Regions from separate parts of the Drosophila melanogaster genome. Here region 2 is linked to region 1. A link is a contact called in public Hi-C data. All regions are on one chromosome and are shown on one strand. Each heading gives the region's core, a stretch centred on a gene start, on an enhancer-like site or on the middle of the called end of the contact. The rest is flanking DNA. Distances are from core to core; before and after follow the strand shown. Region 1 holds the start of Elys (elys,). Region 2 holds the start of HERC2 (HECT and RLD domain containing protein 2).

Region 1 (5,151 bases), core at 1,302-3,801:
TCCAACACACTGACCAGCGCATCCCATTCCAGGTATACTGGATCCAGAACGCTGCACGACACGTTGCCGCTCTTGACCTCCGCGTCCGCTTCAATCTGCGCGTTTCGCAGTCGTTGCTGCAGCCACTGTTCGCAGTAGCCATACGTGACCAACGGCTGCACCAGGGTGGCCAGGCGGAAAATCTCAAGGAAGTCGGTCCGGCAGCGGAAAAAGTAGAGCGCGTACTCCTCTTCACTATCGTGTTCTAGTCGAATATATGCCTCCGTGGAGAGGCTGGCAGGCGAGCTAGCGGAGGCAGGATATGGCAGCTTCACGATCCTGGGCGCAATCGTGTGGATGAGCTTGGGAATGTAGTTGACCATGGCGAAGTCTTTGGAGGAGGGCTCATGCTTAAGCAGCAGCTGCCAAATGAGCGCCGACCCATGCGAGAGGCCCAGCGATGGATGCTGGACGAGCAGCAATAGGCATTCGAGAAGGACTTCCAGGTGCACTGGTCGTTGCGTGGCGTCGTCCTTGCCCCAAAGCGCCACCAGTTGCTGCGCCATGCCGTTCAGCACTTGCAGCAACTTCTTAAGGAAGTTGAGGTGCTGCTCGACGGCCAGTGTGGAACTTGTGTCGGCCGGTATCTGACTGGCCTGGTAGATGTAGCGCAGCGGCTCCTCGTTGAACAGCTGAAGCAACGGCTTTCGCTCCTTGGTCTGGCCCTTGCGGTTCGTGATCTGCGCCAGGCACTCGGCCGCATTGCATTGGAATGCTTTGTCGTTGAGCAGGATGCAGAGGAAGTGCATCAGTTTGCCATTGCTGGACATGATGTGCTGGATGCTGACCCACTCGACGAAGCCGCTCAGCGTGAGCAGTACCATCTCGACGACACGGCTGTGCGCGTTCGCCTTGGTGTAGTTGCACAGACGCGTTGTCTCGCGGAACGCAGTCACATGCTGCTCCACCAGGCGCAGGAAGAACTCGAAGATGTCGTTCATGTTGTTGTTTAGCGCCTGGTACATGTCCTTTCGCCGCTGATTCGACTCGATTGTCTGTAATAGGGCCACGTCCTCCACCAGTCGCAAGAAGACCAGAAGCACCAGCTCCGTTTGGGCCTCGCCCTTGGTGCAGGCCTGGCTTAGCTCCGGCAGCAGGTCGGACCACTGCTGCGGCCACTCGCGCTTGATCATCTCGACGATGATGCGCGACAGCGCGTCCTTCGTGGGCAGCAGCGAGCGGTCCTCCGCCGGGCCCACGCCCACGTTCAGCATCTTGATGGCATTGTCCTTAATGTACACCTTCTCCTCGTGCGTAATGCAATTCCATCGGTACTTGATTGTGTACTCGATCAGCTGCAGGCCAAAGTGTCGCACTTGCTGGTTAGACTGCGGCGAGCTGGCCAGGAATAGGCCCACCTGGGCGCACATTGGCGACTCCTCCTTAAACCGCTCACAGGCCATGTAGGCCTCCAGGCGCGCCTGTTGCTGTGTCATCGGGTTCATGACTAGATCGATGGCCGAGGCCAGTTCGGCGGCCAGAGCCTCGGTGCCTCCGTGCTGGGACATCGCTAGCTAGCGTCTACCTGTGGGTATTGCGTTAGATTGGAATTGAAACAAATTTCCTGGGTGCGGCTTCTTCCTGCAACGGGCGCCATGTGCTCCACTTACCTCTGCTTGCCCCTGCCCACCGCTCGAAACCCAAATCTCGCCTAGCCTCTCGATCTCCGCCGCGATCCCCTCGTGCGTTGTCTGTGACCAATGCTTTTGTGGAGCCAGCCAACCAGCCAGCGAGCCAGACAACGTTTTGGAAGATTAAAAGAGCTGCCGCTACCTGTGTGCGTGTGTGCTATGTGCTATGTGCTGTGTGTTGTGTGGTCTGTTCCGTGTGCGAAATGCGGAATGCGTGAGCTGGGATTGTGGTGTGTTGGTGTTCTGGTTGGGATTGCCTGTGGGCACCGATGATCGCCCTGGGTAGCGCCTATTGCCTGGAACACAGCCTCTGGTCAGGTCTCTCACATTTGAGTCGCATATAGAAGTAGACCACTACTGAAACCGCTTTTCCGGCTGGGTTGTTTTAGAACAATGTGCAGCAAATCGCACGGGACAGGGTTGACAAGCGGCGCACGAAAGTTGCCAGATAGTATTGTTGCTATTGTATGTACTAAGAGCTTGACTCGGAGCTATATATGCCTGAATTGAGTGATACAAGGCATTACGCTTCAAGGTTGCTACTATCTGTGTTCATTCGGACTTCAAATGCAAAGCCAGCCGGTTGAGTTCCTTATGAAATTCGCGCAATATTTTCGCAATTCTGCAGCGTTGCCAGTCTGCTGGTGTTGAAGTTGCCAGGCTGCAAGTGCCGGCTTCTAGTCTTTTCTTCAAATGATTGGCTTGCCTCTCAGTTACAAACTTGTTTAAGCATGTATATAGAAAAAATTGAAAATGTACAGAAATATATGGTAACTAGTAACTCAAGTCCTTGCCATCGCTAAATTTGCGAATCTCTGTCGGACGTTAGCCAGCACTGGGCCACTCAGCGTGCATACACGACAAGCAAAACAACGGTTTTTTTGTATGCCAAATCGAGGCGGCAACGCCAGGCCGCTCAGGCACTCACACACTCACGCACACACAAAACATACACGCCGATCAATCGGTGCAAGAGCGCTGTATTTATAATTTTATTTTTATTTGCAAGCGGCCGGCATTGATGAAATAGAGATGGAGTGGCACGAAGTGGAGTTGGACGGTAGCCGCACGATTGCGTTCCCGGAGCGCATAGTACCCGGATTTGGCCGGGAGCCGTCGGCACATTTGGACGCCGGTAAGTGTGCACAAAATACGGCGTGTGCCGAAACCGATTCACCAAGAATCTCCGCTATCCCTTTACAGCCGAATACCTGGGCGGCATCATACGCGACGGGCAATGGGGCTGGGTGACCTGGCGGTATGGAAGCGATGCCACTTTGCTGGTCTGCAGCATGTCCACCGGCGATTACCTTTCTTGGCACTGCTTCTGGAGCGAATCCGATGATCTGGGGCCGCGCAAAAGCATTCGCTGCGTGGAGGAGCTCTTCCCCGGCGAACACGAACGCCCCGCTATGCTAGCCATCTGCCTGGAGTCATGGAACAGCGGCGATCAGAGACCCATCGACTGCCCGTTGAGCACGCAGGTGCTCATCTATGCCATTCGCAACAGTCAGGTGCTCCGCCGCTTCGACCTTCACGGTATAACGTGCAGCGCGCTGACGTTCCTCGATAAAAGAATCTATGGACTCACGCGACTGAGACGGTTTAAAGGCTGTCTGGCCGTGGCCACCGAGGAAGGCACTGTGCTGTTGGTTGATCTGAACAGCGACAGCCTGCAGGCGAGTACCCAAAGGCGCAGCCTTTGCTCCCCCAGTTCCAAAGATGAGCCGTCGGACGGGAACCTATACTTTGTATCCTCCGAGGAGTCCAAGAGGCAACTCAGCTCCAAGCTGACCCATTGTCGCTCCAAAGGGGCTCACTTGGCTGTGCGGATGGACGGTGAGTCTGTCACTGCCAGTGTGCCATGGTAGCTAGGTTAACCTTCAATTTACCAACAGTGGCATCCATTGGAATCAGTTGCCTTATGGGCATTAGCATGGCGCCCGGCTATGCTGCTGGTCTAGAAGACGGCCGAATCCTGATCTACGACCTAATCAACTTCGACGTGACCACTGATCTGAATTCGCCAGTAAAAAGGAAAGGGGTCAATAGAGCAGTGAAGCGAATGTGCCTCATTATGCCACCGGATGACCCCAAACCCTGTTTCTACATCTGTGCATTGTACCAAAATATCGACGTCCTGCAAATGATGCTGCACTCGGTCTGCTACAGGGGCTCGTACCGGGACCGGGAAACCCACACGATCCGTTTTAAGGTGAGAAATCTTGAGCCGTCACGCACAGACCAATATTGACTTCTTGCTTCGCAGGACTACCGTTCTAGAACCGTGCGCAACCGCCAAATCTTGGACGGAGGCATCTGCTCCGTGATCGGCTGCGCCACGGCGTCTACTTTCAGTTTTGCCGGCGACAACGGAACGCTGCTGATTGTCATCTCGTGGCACTCAAGTGCAGATAAAAAGAACAAGCTAGTCCTGTTCGACATTAATCAGTGGTACAAGGATGAGATGCCCACATCCGTTCACAAAAACGAAGTTCCTAATTACATGTCCGGCTACATACTCAGTGGTCTACAGACGGGACTGGCATTGGATTTGCGTTCCACCACCATATTGCACTTTGTCTCACTGCAGCGCTACGATGAGCACTTTTATCCCAACTCACTAACCTTTGGTAAGTGACAGCGGTGATTGAAGCCAGCGCCAGTAAGATTAATAGCCAAGTAATACCGTCTATTTCCAGATTGCTCACTGTTAACTCCAACTGGCAAACGGTACTACGCCCAGGACGGAGTGCAGCATCGGTTTCTGAACGCACTTCGCTGTGATCGTGCCACGCTCTTTTTGCGTCCTCAGATCTACCACGAGGACATCGTTCGCCTGCGTCTCCTGCCACAATTTTGTGAGCTTAACCCTAACGCCACATTCTCTAAGGTGAGCTACACACTAGGTTATTATTATCAGTTATCCGGAAATCTTCTGGTATCATATAGTACCACAGTCTTTGGGGAAATGAATCATGCTCGTTATACTCGTTTTAAAGTAACATTGCATTATCTTGCTCTCTAGATTGCCATGTACGAGTTGATACTGTCGGTGGCCCTGGAGCACAACTGCGGAGCTTTGCTTAACGACTGCGCACGGAGTTGGATGGATGGCAGCTTCTTGTGCAACATGATTGATAACACGCAACTCTCCTTGTCCACGCTGACCAACTGGATCTTGAAGCGCGCCGGACAGATCAAGACGAGGTGCTCGGAACTTTGCCATGGCATCTTTGATTACGGCGGCTATCCACTGGACCAGCGGGAACGGCGCGAGTTTCAAGTGCTATCCGGTCAGCTGCGTGAATTGGTACGATTGCAGTCCTACATTGTCGAGCAGGGACGGCGCAGGCTAACCTCCTCAATTTTGGACGATTGCCGTGCCAACGAGAGGGCGCTGAAAACGGTTCTCGAGTACCAAAGAGTGCTGCTTTGGTTTATCGATCACGGCCTCCTGCCGGAGGGTCAGCACATGGAT
Region 2 (5,151 bases), core at 1,242-3,741, 740 kb after region 1:
CTTCGTGCGCGCCTTTCTCTGCGGCTTCGAGGTGGACGACGCCCTGGCCCTGCTGCGTCTGGAGGACCTGTTCGTCGAGTCGTTCGAAATCAAGGACGTGAAGACGCTGCGCGGCGACCACCAGTCTCGCGCCATCGGCCGCCTCGCCGGCAAGGGCGGCCGCACCAAATTCACCATCGAGAACGTGACCAAGACCCGCATCGTGCTAGCCGATAGCAAGATCCACATCCTGGGCAGCTACCAGAACATTCAGCTTGCGCGCCGGGCCGTCTGCAACCTAATCCTCGGCTCGCCGCCCAGCAAGGTGTATGGCAACCTGCGGGCAGTCGCCTCGCGCCTCTCGGAGCGCATGTGATTGGGAGAGCGGACTGGAGTGGACTGGACTGGAGTGGAGTTCGACTTGAGAGGGAGTAGTTGCGGTTTTTTTTTTAGCATTAGCAATAAATAATAAATATAATAACATGTATTCAAACATTTACAATATACACAAACACACACAGCGAATGACGGGAATGAGGTCGGCCCACTGGAGGCGCGTGGGCAACTAGAGCTTGGTCAGGATGAGCAGCAGCAGCATGAAGAATGTGACCGCCGCCAGGACGAGAATGACGCACATCTTGCGGTTCTTGCGCTGATACATTTCCGCCTTGTGCAGCTGGCGCAATCCCTCCGAGACGCGCGTCTGCGTCTGCTCCACGTTGTAGTCGATGCGGTCGAGCACAGTGCCCTGCTCCTGGACCATGTGGCCCAGGTCCTTGAAGATGTCGTTCAGGTCGTAGATGGACTTGACTATCTTGGTCACCTCCTGCTCGCGGTGCTGCGCCACCCGCGTGTTCTCCTCCTCGAAGAGCAGCAGCTGCTGTTGGGTCATCCGGCTGGCCGGCGGCCTTTGGAAGTGATCGTCGATGGCCTGCTCGTCGTCCTCGAACAGATAGCCGTTGCCGGACTTGCCCTCCGCCGGCGGCTGCAGAAAGTTGTCGAAGGAGTCGACGAAGTTCTCGGCGCTCTGCTCGCCCAGCTCCACGTTTGTGAAGACGTCTCCAGCGCCAGCGCCGCCGCCGTCGTCGAAGTACTTCTGCGAGCGCTCCTCGCGGGAGTTCAGCTGAAGCAGGTAGGCATTCTGGCTGGCACGGAACTTCACCGTCAGCTCCTGCAGCTGGAGCAGGGCGCAGTGTACCGCGTTGACCGTCAGGCACTGCTCCATCTTGCTGCCCACGCCGATGCTGCTGCGCACGCACTGGATGTGCCGGTGCGTGGAGGTGATCAGCTTGGAGACGATTTGGCTGAGCACCTCGATGTCGCACTCGTCGTCCCGCTGATCATCGAAGGCGGGTCGCAGGAGGTGGCGTGCGTGCAGGGAGCCCAGTTCATCCAGCTTAGGCTTGATCCTGCAAACGAGTGATGGGAGTGAAGTTGAACCCTGCGCATGGACTACTGTTTGTTTACCCACTTAGACATGGTGTACTGCGCCTCCTCGAACTTGTCCAGCCAGGCGGGCGGCGTGCCGTAGTCGTCCTGCAGCTCCAGTCCCTCCTCCGCCTCGCGCACCGAGTGCTTTAGAAGGCGCTCCGCATCGCTGCCCCTCTGGAAGACGGAGAAACGCAAAACATATGTTAGTTGATGATAACAGTGAAGACCCCAGACGGAGACGCACTCACCCGATCGTCGTAGTGATTCCGGTTCTTGGACGCATTGTTGCGCATGATGACGAACACCTCCGTCAGGTTGCGCGACGTCATCCTGGCCGTCTGCTCCCGATTTCTTGGGGATTGGAAGGATTGATCCAAGTCCGCTGAAAACTCAATCAGATTTTTTCCAGTTTCGTTTTGACACAGCAGCGCAGTGTGCCCGCTGACTTGCTCGCCCAGAATACCGATAGTCGCCACGACGAACTGGTCACCCTGGCCTGAACGCACCGTTACATGTCCGAGAATTATACTTATTTTAAATATTATTTTCTTATTATCTGTAGAATCTGTACTTTATATGTATACTCCTAAACATCCTATTTGCGAAAGTGATTTTTTCAATATACGGATTGGATAGCTCCAATAGAAATATTCGGAAATTACAGAATATAGTATTGCTTTGTTGAGTTTCAACAATTTATAAAGTTAATTCTGTACACACCGTCACGTAAATTGAAATGCAATACTTTTAGCAATAAAACGACCGTAATAGTACAATAAAAGTATTCAATAATTTGTTATGTGCGTTCTCTTTTTTTGCGTTACGAAAGAGTAATATAACCGAATGATATTGTAAATGATTTTAGAATCAAGTACATTTTAGGCTAATGTTTAAAAATTACAAATTTACAGAATTTTAGGGAACTCATTATGAGTTTGGCTTAACGTTTTCTAATAGCCAGCTTCCACTGTACTGGGTTTTAATCCGTGACACAAGCCTGTGACTTAAGAACACTGAAGAGCTATCGAAAGGCAAAACATATCGATGGCTCGACCCCCTGATATCGATTACTTGATAGCTCAGTCAGTTTGCACCTCCCCCTGATATCGATTGCCATCAAACAATTTTATTTCATTTTAAAATAATTCCTTGATTTCAAATTGCATTGTACTGGTAACTGGCACTTCCAATTGTGACCCGAAAGCAGCAAGCGCGGAAAACGGAGAGTTCAAGTGCGGGTGGAAAAGTCAGGATGTCATAACTAACTCCGAGCGGAACAACGAAATGAGCAGTGCGGACAAGGATAACAACGAATTATCCTGATCCTGGACGCCCGATTGCAGTTGTGTGTGTGCTTGCGCGCGTGTGCGTGTGCTTAGTGTGTGTGCCAGTGACGACATTGACCCGCCTTCGCCCCCGCCCCCACCCGCGCTCCAACCCACCACCACACCCCCCTTGAAGGGGTAACTGTGCCATGCCATTGTCGTTGTTGTGGTTGTGGTCGAGCTCGTTTCTAGCCTGACTTCGGCGGTGGAGCACTAGGGAAGGCAACACGAAAACACAAACATGTTCAACCGCCAGGCGAGCGGAGGAGCCGGATCCAGTGGCCAGGGTGCTGGGTCCAGCCAGACCGCTTCTGCAGCACCAGTCTCCGCTGGAGTTGGAGTAGGAGGGGGTGGAGGTGCCAGTGGAGCAGCGGCAGGAGCAGGCTCCGCAGCAGGATCTGGATCGGGATCAGGTTCCGGATCAGCAGCACCGCCCAGCCATTCGCCCGATCTCTACCTGCGCCCGCTGCCCTTTCTGGACGCCAAGTGGCTGCGCGCCGATCTCATCGCCTCCCTGCGCAACGCCGCCGACGGCGCCGTACTGTGGAACCATCTGATCCAGGACTGCGAGCTGGTCTCGTCGCCTACCGCGCCGCTCCTAAATGCCCGCGGACAACTATCCTACCTGGGCGACGATGGCAAGCACTACTGCGGCGCTCAGCAGCTCAAGTGCTCCTGCTGCCAGCCGGAGTACTGCGGTCCTCTCTCCGCCTGCAATTGCGACGGCTGTCGGCCTCTGGACTCGGACACGGCCATCAAAAAGCTTACCACCCAAGCTGCCGCCCAGCAAGCAGCCCATCTTAGCCAGGCCACCGACATGGTTCTGAGCGGCTGGCTCTGGAGCCAGCCACCTTCGCAGCAGGCGCGTTTGGATTGCCAGCGTTCTATGATCTCGGAGCTGCAGGAGCTAGCTCTACGCGCAGCCGGCAACTGTCTCTCTGCCCAGCATCTTCGCCAGCAACTCTTCATCTACGAGCGCTACTTCGTGGCCCTGAAAAGGGAGAGGGAACGGGAACGCAAGTCCACGACAAGCGCACAGGCGGTGGCCAGTGTCACCACCGCCAACACCACCATTGCCGCCACAACCGCCAATGCTGCAGTGGAGTCACAGCCGGCGGAACAGCAGGCGGAGCATGGAGCTCTCGGCTTGGCACGCGTAGCCACCCACGCCGCACTGAACTTCAGCTTCGCCTTCCTGCGACGCGCCTGGCGCTCCGGTGAGGACACGGAAATGTGCAGCGAGCTGCTAAGCGAGGCGCTGGCTTCTCTGCAGGAACTGCCTGAGGCCACGCTGTTCGAGGCAGCCGTCGTCTCCTCGCTCTGGCTGGAGGTTATGGAGCGCTCCATCAAGTTCCTGCGTCTGGTGGCGCTCGGTGATCCGATGGGCAATCGCTGCACCGCACCACTAAACGACCGCCACACAGCGCTGTGCCTTCTGCTGGAGCTGGGCGTGCAGAAGGGCACCCTGGCCGCCACGCTCGAGTGTGTCGTTCTGCTGTTGTTGCTATGGGAGAAGGACCGTGCGGGCAACGACAATCGGGACATGCCACGCAAGACGGGCGCCCCGCTGCAGCGCATCCTGCTGCGCTACCAGAAGATTGGAGCCACGGCCAAGGGAGGTGGAATCGCCGGCGGAGAACCTGCTCCAGTGGCCAGTGCCACGGAGACCTTCCTTCGCTTTCTCTCGCTACCCAAGAGCAGTGCGGCCATTGTGGACCTTCGTCGCGCCGCAGTCGTGATCATTTCTCACCTGGACCGCATGGTGCAGCCGCTGATGCCGCGCTGCCTGCTCCGCGGTGGACAAGCAACCGCCGCATCATCCAGTTCAGCTCCTCAGCAGCGGATCTACGCCTTGGGCTGGCCATCGCTCTCCAAGGATCAGCAGGGATTCAGCGCTGAGCCGACGCTCAGCTGGAGTGGAGAGTCTGCGGGCGTGCCCACGCTTAGCTGCCGCTTTCAGATTAAGCAGGTGGCCTGCTGCGAGACGCAGATGCTTATCCTTAGCCAGGAGGGTAAGCTGTACACCTGGCGCCTGGCCAAACCGGAAGCGGAACCGCTACCCATGGAGGAGGTCGCCCACGATGTGTTCATCAGCATCGCTGGCCACTGTGAAGGTCGTCACTTTCTGGCCATTGACAGCAACCGTAAGTGAATTTCTAAATTGAAAAAAATTATCATTGCTGTTCGTCTTCACTGCTAGTTCGTTTTACAGCCATTATATTGGTTATCGTACATATTATATTAAAATGTTGGGACTTCCAGAGATTTAATAAAAAGTGTAGCACGCTTTTCAGCGTATTTTTTTTTATTATTGAACTTACGGTAGGAAAATTAAAATCTTCTAAAGATACCACCTACCGTCCGTAGGTGGCATGCACGATTCATAATCCCTAGTATAATTATTCCTATCTGCTAA

What was found. Hi-C and Micro-C count contacts between places; a contact is called where the count stands out from the background.
Region 2: a contact with region 1 is called in a Hi-C map of the Kc167 cell line, with 1.9 times the contacts expected there. The contact joins the promoter of HERC2 here to the promoter of Elys in region 1. A contact is called at or near these places in 5 of 107 Hi-C or Micro-C datasets (the D17-c3 cell line, the Kc167 cell line, embryo and 1 more).

Annotation. Positions count from the first base shown.
Region 1 is chrX:19,649,754-19,654,904 of dm6, forward strand. It overlaps Elys (elys,), which reads left to right and starts at 2,552. Exons shown (of 7, transcript NM_134496.3): 1 at 2,552-2,805; 2 at 2,874-3,509; 3 at 3,569-3,885; 4 at 3,940-4,303; 5 at 4,373-4,563; 6 at 4,699-5,151. The coding sequence starts at 2,703. It overlaps Ranbp21 (Ranbp21,), which reads right to left and starts at 2,516. Exons shown (of 2, transcript NM_001298524.1): 1 at 1,650-2,516; 2 at 1-1,564. The coding sequence starts at 1,547.
Region 2 is chrX:20,391,904-20,397,054 of dm6, forward strand. HERC2 (HECT and RLD domain containing protein 2) reads left to right here and starts at 2,492. Exons shown (of 11, transcript NM_134544.3): 1 at 2,492-4,879. The coding sequence starts at 2,977. Syx16 (Syntaxin 16) reads right to left here and starts at 1,848. Exons shown (of 3, transcript NM_078696.3): 1 at 1,659-1,848; 2 at 1,451-1,584; 3 at 431-1,388. The coding sequence starts at 1,739. The coding sequence ends at 545. l(1)G0004 (lethal (1) G0004) reads left to right here. Exons shown (of 1, transcript NM_134543.3): 1 at 1-498. The coding sequence ends at 355.